Linked DNA regions of Mus musculus: region 1 is linked to region 2. Evidence: chromatin contacts called from public promoter capture Hi-C data. All regions are on one chromosome and are shown on one strand. Each heading gives the region's core, a stretch centred on a gene start, on an enhancer-like site or on the middle of the called end of the contact. The rest is flanking DNA. Distances are from core to core; before and after follow the strand shown. Region 1 holds the start of Haus6 (HAUS augmin-like complex, subunit 6). Region 2 has its middle 220 kb from the start of Adamtsl1.

Evidence for each region. Promoter capture Hi-C pulls out the DNA fragments that hold promoters and counts their contacts.
Region 1: a contact with region 2 is called in a promoter capture Hi-C map of cranial neural crest. The contact joins the promoter of Haus6 here to the enhancer-like site in region 2. A contact is called at or near these places in 7 of 39 promoter capture datasets (the C10 cell line, cranial neural crest, embryonic stem cells and 3 more).

Annotation. Positions count from the first base shown.
Region 1 is chr4:86,608,297-86,613,324 of GRCm38.p6, forward strand. It overlaps Haus6 (HAUS augmin-like complex, subunit 6), which reads right to left and starts at 3,759. Exons shown (of 17, transcript NM_173400.3): 1 at 3,390-3,759. The coding sequence starts at 3,517.
Region 2 is chr4:85,836,248-85,841,151 of GRCm38.p6, forward strand. It overlaps a transcript of Adamtsl1 not described here. Among named protein-coding and RNA genes, the nearest start is that of Adamtsl1, 220 kb to the right of the region's middle. Within about 2 kb of position 1,659, at least 41 of the 459 cell types and tissues checked have an H3K27ac peak or open chromatin away from gene starts, as enhancers often do.

The sequences.
Region 1 (5,028 bases), core at 2,509-5,008, 770 kb after region 2:
TGTTTGTGAAAACAGAGATCCAAATAAAAAACTAGCCTTTGCTTTATTGCTATGAACATTAAACAGAGAGGGACGGAAAGCTAATTAACTTGCAGAGAATACACCCTCTGATGGCATTTACATAGTAGTAGTAACAAAAGCTAACATTTTTGGAGAACTTGATATATATTGGGTAACATTTTAGACCTTTTACAGACAGCAAATTCTTCTTTAAGTACTATACTATTTTCTTAAGATATATTTTAATAATTTGATTGTCCTCAGCTATACATACAAAGCTTCAATCTAGAAGCTAGAAAAACTGCCTCCTCCCCAAAATATCCCAGGTCAGGTGTATATTCAACAAGTGTTGAATGAACACATATACCACCTCCAACTCCCCTTTCCTTCCCACTGCTAATTTACGGTGGTGTGGATAGCTATGCAGGTCTCCTTCCCCTCTAGTCCACTCCCTAACAAAACTAACGAGACTTTCAAAATGCAGTCTTTAAGACAAATTCCTTGGACTGAAACAATTTATAAGAACAGAAGTTAACATATGCCCATATAAACTATAAACTCATAGAATTACAAACAAAAAGTCTGCCACAGATGTGAACAGAATTTGTTGTTTTTAAGTAAACATGATATGATATTCACCCTCAAAGTTATAGTTAAGTTTGATTTGGTAATTGTCTAGTAGTTACTACTATTAGCATATGTAGTGCTTTGGTTAGAAGTCTGTTCTAGGTGGCTCAGCAGGTAAAGGTGCTTGCCACTAAGCCTTACTACCTGAGTTCCATCCCTGGGACACCCACATGGTGGCAGGAAAGACTTGACTCCACACAAATATTGAGAGAAATCAAGAATAGATGAGACACCTAAGGAAAGGAACTTGCCTCCCAGAAATGCAAGCCTGAAGATCTGAATTCTATTCCCAAACTCAAGTAAATAAATCGTCTAACTACACATTGTCCTTTGACCTGCACACACTTGCTGTGGCTCGCACTTGCACACTCACAGACAATAAATGAAACAAAAACTAAGAAACAGATGAATAACTGGGAATGGTGGTACATACTTCTACCACACCTGACACTTGGAGGTGGAGGCAGAAGGATTAGGAGATTAAGGTCATATCTGGAGTTTGAGACCAGCCTGAGATATTAAAACCTTTTTCTCCAAAAAAGAAAAAAAAAAAAAGGAAGAAAAAGAAGGAGGAAGAGGAAAAAGAAGGAAGAGGAGGAGGAAGGGGAAGATGAGGAGGAAAAAGGAGGAGGAAGAGAAAGAAAGGAAGAAAGGAAGAAAGAAAAAAGGAAGGAAAGAAAGAGAGAGAGAGAGAGAGAGAGAGATTAAAAATAAGATACCTAGGTGCATTAACACAACCATTAGAACTGAAATTATACTGACAAAATACATGCAGGCACAATGGCACACTCCTGCAATCAATCCCAGCACTCCAGAAGCCAAGGCAAGAGGATTATCACAAGCACAAGACCAGCTGGGAGCAGAGTCTCATGCCTTTAGTCCCAGTACCTAGGAAACAGAGGCAAATGGATCTCTCATGAGTCTGAAGCCAACCCAGTCTACATAATGCATTCCAGGACAGCCAGAGAGCTAAATAGTGAGACCCTGTCTTGGAAAAAAAAAAAAAAAAACAAAAATTGAAGAAAAACAAAAAGATAACAATTAAATAGATGGGGGCAACAGATGACGGATCTATCCCCAGATTATTCTTGTCCTTGGTGAGGAACATGAGGAACATAACAGAAACTGTCTCCAGCCCGGTTTCTTTTTTCTTTTCTTTTCTTTTCTTTTCTTTTCTTTTCTTTTCTTTCCTTTTCTTTTCGAGACAGAGTTTCTCTGTAGCCCTGGCTGTCCTGGAACTCACTCTGTAGACCAGGCTAGCCTTGAACTCAGAAATCCACCTGCCTCTGCCTCCCGAGTGCTGGGATTAAAGGCATGCACCGTCATGCCCAGCCAGCCCTGTTTCTGGAAACTTCATCACCCTATTCTGGTAGCATAGTTATGTGAGGGCTGAAATGTAACAGCAGCAAAAGTTTCTGAAAATGCATCAACCAAAAGTTAACATGATATCAACACTTAAGCAAGAGAGGCAAACAGAGCTGGAGGCCATGGTATATAATCATCCATCTCAAAGGAAAAAAATGGGGGAGCATCCTTTAGTATGCAAATTTACTTTCGTCCCTAATAGTAAAATTACATGTATGCCATGGAATTGCTTTAAAATAACATGTATAACCTACTACAAGTGAATGATTGCATACTATCATATACCTACTTAACTGAGGTTGCATAAAAATGTCTAAAGCATCAAAAAACAAAACAAAGTTAATTTAACTAGGGATGGTTGGTGGGACGTTTTAATCCCCAGCACATAAGAGGCAAGGGCAGGCTGGTATCTGAGTTCAAGGCTAGCCTGTCCACAAAAAGAGGTCCAGAAGCCTTGTCTTGAAAAATAAACAAACAAACAAAAACAAAAATCAAACAAAAGACAAAATTCATTGAGACTGGAGAGATGTCTCAGGTTACTAACAGTGTCTGCGCCTCCAAAAAGACACGGGTTCAATTCCCAGAATCCACATGGCAGATCTAAACTGTAACTCCAGTCCCAGAAGATCTGACAACCTCACACAAGACATACAAGCAAGCAAAACAGCAATCTGGAGGAGCAAGGCGATGGAATTAAAATCCCAGCACACCTCCCATTACTACAGAGAGGGGGGTTTTGTCTCAAAATAAAAATAATAGTAGCCGGGCGGTGGTGGCGCACGCCTTTAATCCCAGCACTTGGGAGGCAGAGGCAGACGGATTTCTGAGTTCAAGGCCAGCCTGGTCTACAAAGTGAGTTCCAGGACAGCCAGGGCTATACAGAGAAACCCTGTCTCGAAAAAAAAAAATAGTAATAATGGTGATGATGGTGATATAGTAATAATAGAATCATTCTTTCCATTAAATTATAAGGAGGAAAGGGGGCCTGAAACCGGAAGCTCGTGTCTAAAGTATACAAATATAAACAAAGTATTTCTTTTTGTGATCGCAACCATAACTGAAGTGGCAAAGGAAAGGGTATCGGCTTTTGATTTTCATTCCCACACATTATTATGTTTTTGCTAGCTGTAACATGTTTTAGTTCGGATTCAAAGTTTAAACCCACAGTTAACTACTTATAAGATGTTTGCATATATAGTTCCCCGACGCCTCCCACCAACTACAGACCACGAAGGCAGGGTTAAGCGGGCCCGCCGTTGTGCCTCAACTGCAGAGCACGCCTCTAAAGCGTCCCGCACCCGCATCCCTTACACTGGTGACGACCAGTCCCCCACCACAGGGTTCTGCCGCCAGTGACTGGACGCCAAGGACCGCGCCACCGCCCCAGATCTCCTTACTCTCCAAGGTGCGCGTGCGGCACCATCTTCCCGCCGAACGTGATGCTGGAGCTCGGATCCAAGCCCAGCGCCTGCAGGTACATCCAGAGATGCTGCTTCTCGAAAGCGGAGTCCCGGGCCGAGCTCATGCTTTCCACGGGCAGGGCGACTGTGACGGAGGAAAACGAAGGCACCGAAGCCGTGAGGACCCTTGGACCCCTCCTACAGGCATCCCGGGGTGACGACAACCCCTCTGCGGCGGCCGCCCGCTGCCTCCTCTCCGAGAGCCATCCCACCACAAAAGGCCGAACGCGCCCAGAAAAACAGACAGTGACTGCAGCGCTCCACGCAAACCAAGACTCCCGCGCTTGCGGAAGACTACACTGCGCAGGCGCAGGCGCAGTCCCGACTTCCGGGACTGGTCTTCCTAAGAGGACTCAATCTCCCACCATGCAATGCATCCCTGTCTCCGGGCACATGAAGTCCCTGAGAGAAACTATAAGACCCACAAAGCATTGCGTGACCAGCCAATTGCCCCAAGGTCCGGAAACCGGGTGTTTTCTAGAGCCCTCCCGGCCTTAGTTCCGGATTCTTTGCGTTTTAGGTTTCTGTTGCTCGGGTTGTGATTGCTGTTCAGTAAAAGCTACATTGTAGCTCCTTATAGTGAGTGATGCAGGTGTATGGCCCTAAACAAATCATCTTTTCCTTTATTTTAAGACAGGGTCTTGTCCGGTGGAGGCAGCGGTGTACTCCTTTAATCCCAGTACTCAGAGGAGAAGAACTTTGTTAGTTCGAGAACACTACTGATTTCCGGGACAGCCAGAGCTACACAAAGAAACCCTGTCTCGAAATAAAACAAAGCAAAACCAAAAAGGCAGGATCTTGCTATGTAGCTCTAACTTTATGTAGCGCAGTCTGGCGTCGAAGACTGTACCTGCCTTCCTACTATATGAATTAATGGGCAAGAGTCACAGGGGCCGATGGAGTTGTTCATTGATCACCTCATCTAGAGTGCTTGGCAAAATTTTTATTATCAAATGTTTCTTTGGTCGTGGAGGTTGCAAGTCGAGATTTCTTTTAGCCTCCTCTGGCCTTGAACTCCCTTCCCAAAGGAAGATGACCCTGAATTCCTAATTCTGGAATGCTCTCCATCTTTGTGGGAGGCACCACCAGCCATACTTCAACTTGCTGTACTAGAAATCTGTCTCTCACCGGGCAGCACTTGGGAGGAGAAGACAGGCGGATTTCTGAGTTGCAGGCCAGCCTGGTCTACAGAGTGAGTTCCAGGACAGCCAGAGCTATTCAGAGAAACCCTATCTCGAATAACAACTACAACAAAGTCTGTCTCTCTGCTGAGTGTCAGGAGTCATAATGGGACAAGCATCATCCTGAAGTGGTCTACTTCGGATTATTAGATGACCTGCGACAGGTGCACCCTTATTAAGCAAGGCTGTAAGGAATTCATTTTAGGGAAGATTCCTGCTATTAATATTGCTTTTCCTGTTATTATTAAAAATATATAACAATCACTAAGTAGTAGCACACCCCTTTGGAGCAGATCTCTGCAGATCCATGAAGATGTATTGTCTTGTAGTGATGCCATATAGACAAATAGATGACTTAAGTCATCATGATGATCCTATAAGAATTCCTAAAATTT
Region 2 (4,904 bases), core at 409-2,908:
CCTCGTTTAGCTTCTCACAGGGTCATGGAGACTTTGGTGTGGGTCAAATAACCTTCATGCCACCAAGTCCAGTTATCACTTCTCAGTCCTTATCATTGCTGCCAAGTTCACTCAGCACAGTTGGTGATGCCCTTCTTAATATATAGTCTCTGCCCTTGGCTTGTAGTAATATAGCCTTTCTTTGGCTTCCTATGTCTTTGTTCTTGGCTTCTGTGTATTTATTCTTCCTGGCTTGGTGTTACATCCATTTTCTAGCTCTCTAAATCTTCTTCATTGATGATATCATATGTTTATATGGCCTTAACATATAGTTTGTAAGACTTCCAAAGTCTTGGCTGTATCTTGTTTTAAAAACATGAGGACCCTGTAGCCACACTGCCCACTACACATCCCTCCTTCCTCCAGTTCTCCATCTGGTATTCAAAGGTAATATAGGGTGATGTAGAACAACCCAGTCATCTGACTCATCTCTTCCCTATTGCCGCTTTTGACTTAACTGTGTGTCTGTCACAGAGGTTCCTGTTGCTTCAGAAATGTCCCGACTAGGTCTGGAAGCACCTAAGCTGCATGGTTTTGTCAATGAAATAAAATTCTCATGTGAGGTGTGAAGAGCGATGGGAAACGTCAAAGTTGCTTGATCATTATTGTTGCTACAAAGTTGGTCTCCTAAGGCCAAGACAGCAAAGGAGAGCTATTAACACACAATGTCCATCATTATGGTTGTTTTCTTGTCAGCTGGAGAATATATCATTTTTGACAAGTGCTTGGCATTTTTTTTAACTCATTCAAGGAGTTGGACATAATTTGTCTGAACTGCCTCCTCTGAAAACCTCAGAAGTTAGTTCTTGCCCTTGCTATAACACTGAGAAAACTGTGCCTGGCTGTTAGACCATCAAAGGCATCAGCCAACTCACAGTGAATAGTGATACCATTATGTATTGTGCAGCCTCCTTGGAAAAAGCTTTAATTCCACTTCAGCTTTCCAGCTAGCAGAGTTGGCATTGTGTAGACACCACCATAGATGCTAAAAGTGGCTGGTGGCCAACAAAAGCCCCCTGCTGTGTCTTCCACTCTCTGAAGTAGATTCCTTACTTTCAGGCAGTGTAAAGCAAGAATGCTTCATGTACCAAATCATTTGGCAGTCTTCAATGGCATGAAAAACAACTTGTTTGTATAGAAAAATATTTTCCAGAGCTAGAAGCCCATAAAGATTATTGCCTCTTTTTAGTACACAGAAATATTCCACAAACATGACTCTCTCAGCTTTCTGCACTATGGTACCCAGAGCAGAGATTGCTCTGCGATCATCCTTTAAAGGATGCCCTCCCTTGTGGCCAGCCCTTGGGCCATCTGTGCCTGGCTCCTCCTCCGTGGTGCCTGATACCCACTGCCCATCCTGCCACTGATCAGGCTTATGGTTGGCCATCCCAATGTACAGAGAAAGAAAATCTGCCTTGGCAAGGCTGCCCCTCCCTGCTGATGAAGGAGCCTTGGCATTGTTTTAGCTGCCAGTCTGCTTGCCTTCTTGTTGCCTTTGGAAACCTGCACTTTCTCTGTGGCTTTGTGGTCGTTTCCATCCGCCAGTGTGGTCCCTCACAGAGGCACTAGCGTGCCAGACCAGCCTATTTGAATTGGTGCCAGGCCACTTACTGGGGAGGTGAAGCCAAATCCCATATATTTAAAACTGCAGTGCTGTGCTTGTCCACCTAGCTCCTGTCTCCTGAAGTCATTAGTTGTGGTTTTACTTTACTGTTAAAACACTCTTCTTTTTTTCCTCTCTCTCAGCTCTGGCTATTTTCATCTATATATATTTAGCAAGTTGTATGTAGGTACAGATTCTGCAGTTCTACTTAAATCTCTCTTTCTCCTCCCCCCCCCCTTTTTCTTCTATTTGTGTCCTACGGAAAGAGAATGTGTTTCCTATTAAATGGGGGCGGTGGGGAAGAAGATAGGGAGACCCAATATTTGACTAGAATAGAAAGTGAGGGAGCAGTGGAATTCTGCCCTGTAACGTGGGAATGGAGAGGCGCCTGTTCATGTGGCCACAGGACAGATATCATCCCTGGTCTCAAATTTCCTCAGGAAAAACACAGACCTTTGGAAACTTGATACATCTCAGGCTGCAGTTTGCTTGGCATATGTTAATATCCTTCTAATATCCTGGGGATTCGTTGAGTTGTGTAGTATCTAAGACTGTAAAAAGGAAAGCATGATTGCACAATCTAAAGCAGATAAATAATATGATTTCTATTCCTCAGCTGAGTTGGGGAAGTTAAGTGATTTTCCTGAAATCCCTCGGGAAGTTCCAGACACATTTAGGAATATAACATGTGAATTCTAACCCACAGACCTTTCAACTACAGACAGTTCTCACTCTCTCTATTTACTCTAGAATTCCACACATGTGTCTCTCAAGTAAACATTTGCATCTGGAGAGCTGCGTATGTGTATGCCTGGGACAGGAGGATTCCAAAATTGTCAGAGGAGTTGGGTTAAACATCACCAAGGCCCATGATCAGCCATTTATCAGGATATGTCCACTTTAAATAGCCACAATCCCAAAAAGCATCTACGGTAGATCAGACTTCAGTCCTAATGGAACTCATTCTTACCCAAAGCAAAGCAAGAGCCAGTGTAGTTGGCACTCATATTGTACGTGCTTCATCTAGCATCCTATATAAAATCGAGAATGGAATACAGAATATGGAGAGCATTCCTTCACAGGGAGATGATGAAACAACTAGCCATTGAGGGGCAAATGTGACAACTACATAAAAGACGTGGTTTCGACATTTTTCTATCAGAACTTTACATCTGGCTTGCAAGGTACAGTTACAATAATTTGAGGATTTTAGAACTGCCTGAGATGAGAAAATCTCAATAAGGAAATCTTATCTAAGTAGTTATGATAGTTAATACCTATAATATCAACATTTGTAATGATAAATCATAGCTACTTAGCTATGATTTCAAAATTAGCCTGAGCTATACAAATGTTTACCTGGAGGTAAAGACTTTTTGAGGAGACAGAGAGAACACACATGCACACACACACACACACACACACACACACACTCACACACACACAGACAACCAGCTCACCCCAGAAAGGAAACCAAAATAATAACTTGTTTTTCCCTGTAGTTACTAATGACAGAATGGGTTAGTGGTTACTTAAAGTACCAACATCACTGAAAAGCCCACCCCTCCATGAGAGATGGCTGGCTGCAGATCTCTCTGTACAACTTGCACATAGAGTCCGAGAAATCAATAATGTCTCCTCAGCTCTGATAACCAGAACAACTATTTATTCCCTTTTTATACATAAAGCAGGGGAGGGGTCATACAGAGAGGTCTGGGTTCTTCCAGACATGCGACCTTTTGTTTACCTCATGTGTCTTCTCCTCCCTTCTGGAAGGCTTATTGCAATTAAAAGAAATGACTGTACAAGAGTTATGAGCTTTAGTTCATCCTGGGCCAGAGAGAGAGAGAGAGAGATGTCTCAAAAACACAATCAAACCATCTCCTGGAGAAGAAGTAAGGGGAATGAGGAGGAAGAGGAGAAAGAGGAGTAAGAAGAAGAAAGAAACCATAACATAACATAGCCTATATTAGACTGCAAGAAACTTAGGTTGCTAAGGACCTATCTAATGACATTTGATACTATTTCACAAAATAAACCTCAGTGGAAGAGGTTTAATATCATTTAAACTCTAACAATGTCTTAGTATCTCAATTTTCTGAGAATTTTCTTCTCTCCGAGTTAATCTCCTCCTCCTCCTCCTTCCTCCTCCTCCTCCTCCTCCTTTCTCCAACTTCCCTTCCTGTCTTTCTGTCTTTCTGTCTTTCTGTCTTTCTGTCTGTCTTTCTTTCTTTCTTTCTTTCTTTCTTTCTTTCTTTCTTTCTTTCTCTCTCTTTCTCTTTCTTTCTCTCTCTCTCTTTCTCTCTTTCTTTCTCTCTCTTTCTCTTCTTTCTCTTCTTTCTTTCTTTCTTTCTTTCTTTCTTTCTTTCTTTCTTTCTTTCTTTCTTTCTTTCTTTTCATGTTTAAGTAATTCTTTTGCTCCTGATACTGCCTCCCATATCTCTTCAATATTGGTATTACCTGGCATTGTAGAAACATTCAGACCTACTCTTACCATGGTGACCTTCAGTAATCCCATCACCACATTGGTTCAGTTTCTGTTGGCATATTGATACCATCATGGTCCAGTCTGAACTCTCATATTCCCACACAATTTTTCAGTTGCTATTATGTACTGCTTGTAGCTTCCTCCAGGTGATATGATGAAGTCCTAAACCAAAATGTGCCTCTATCTGCAGGAAAATAATTCAGGTTAACTGACATCATAAGGATTGGCCCAAGCATAACTAAAGAGCTCCTGTGTATGCCCCCAGGAAGAGCCATGTGAGCATCACATTAGCATGTCAAACCATTGATAAGCCAAGGGGAGAAATCTTAGGAGAAATAAAATTTAATGTCACTTGGGCCATGGACTTTGAACTTATAAAACTAAAAGAGAAAGAAAAAGAGACAGGAAAAGAAAAAGAAAGACTGGGTGGGGTGGGAGTGTTGCGTTTAGTCTCTAGTTGCATATGTATCAAAAGATGGCCTAGTCGGCCATCAGTGGAAAGAGAGGCCCATTGGTCATGCAAACTTTATATGCCTCAGTACAGGAGAATGCCAAAGCCAAAAAGTGGGAGTGGATGGGTAGGGGGGAGTGGGGGGGGGAGGGTATGGGGGACTTTTGGGATAGCATTGGAAATGTAAATGAGGAAAATACCTAATAAAAAATATTAAAAAAGAAAAAAAGAAAAGAAAAAAAAAAAAGAAAGAAAAAGAAAGGCACGCCGGCAGACCGATAGACCTCTGTTTAAATTACCCAGTCAGTGGCAATTTGTTATGG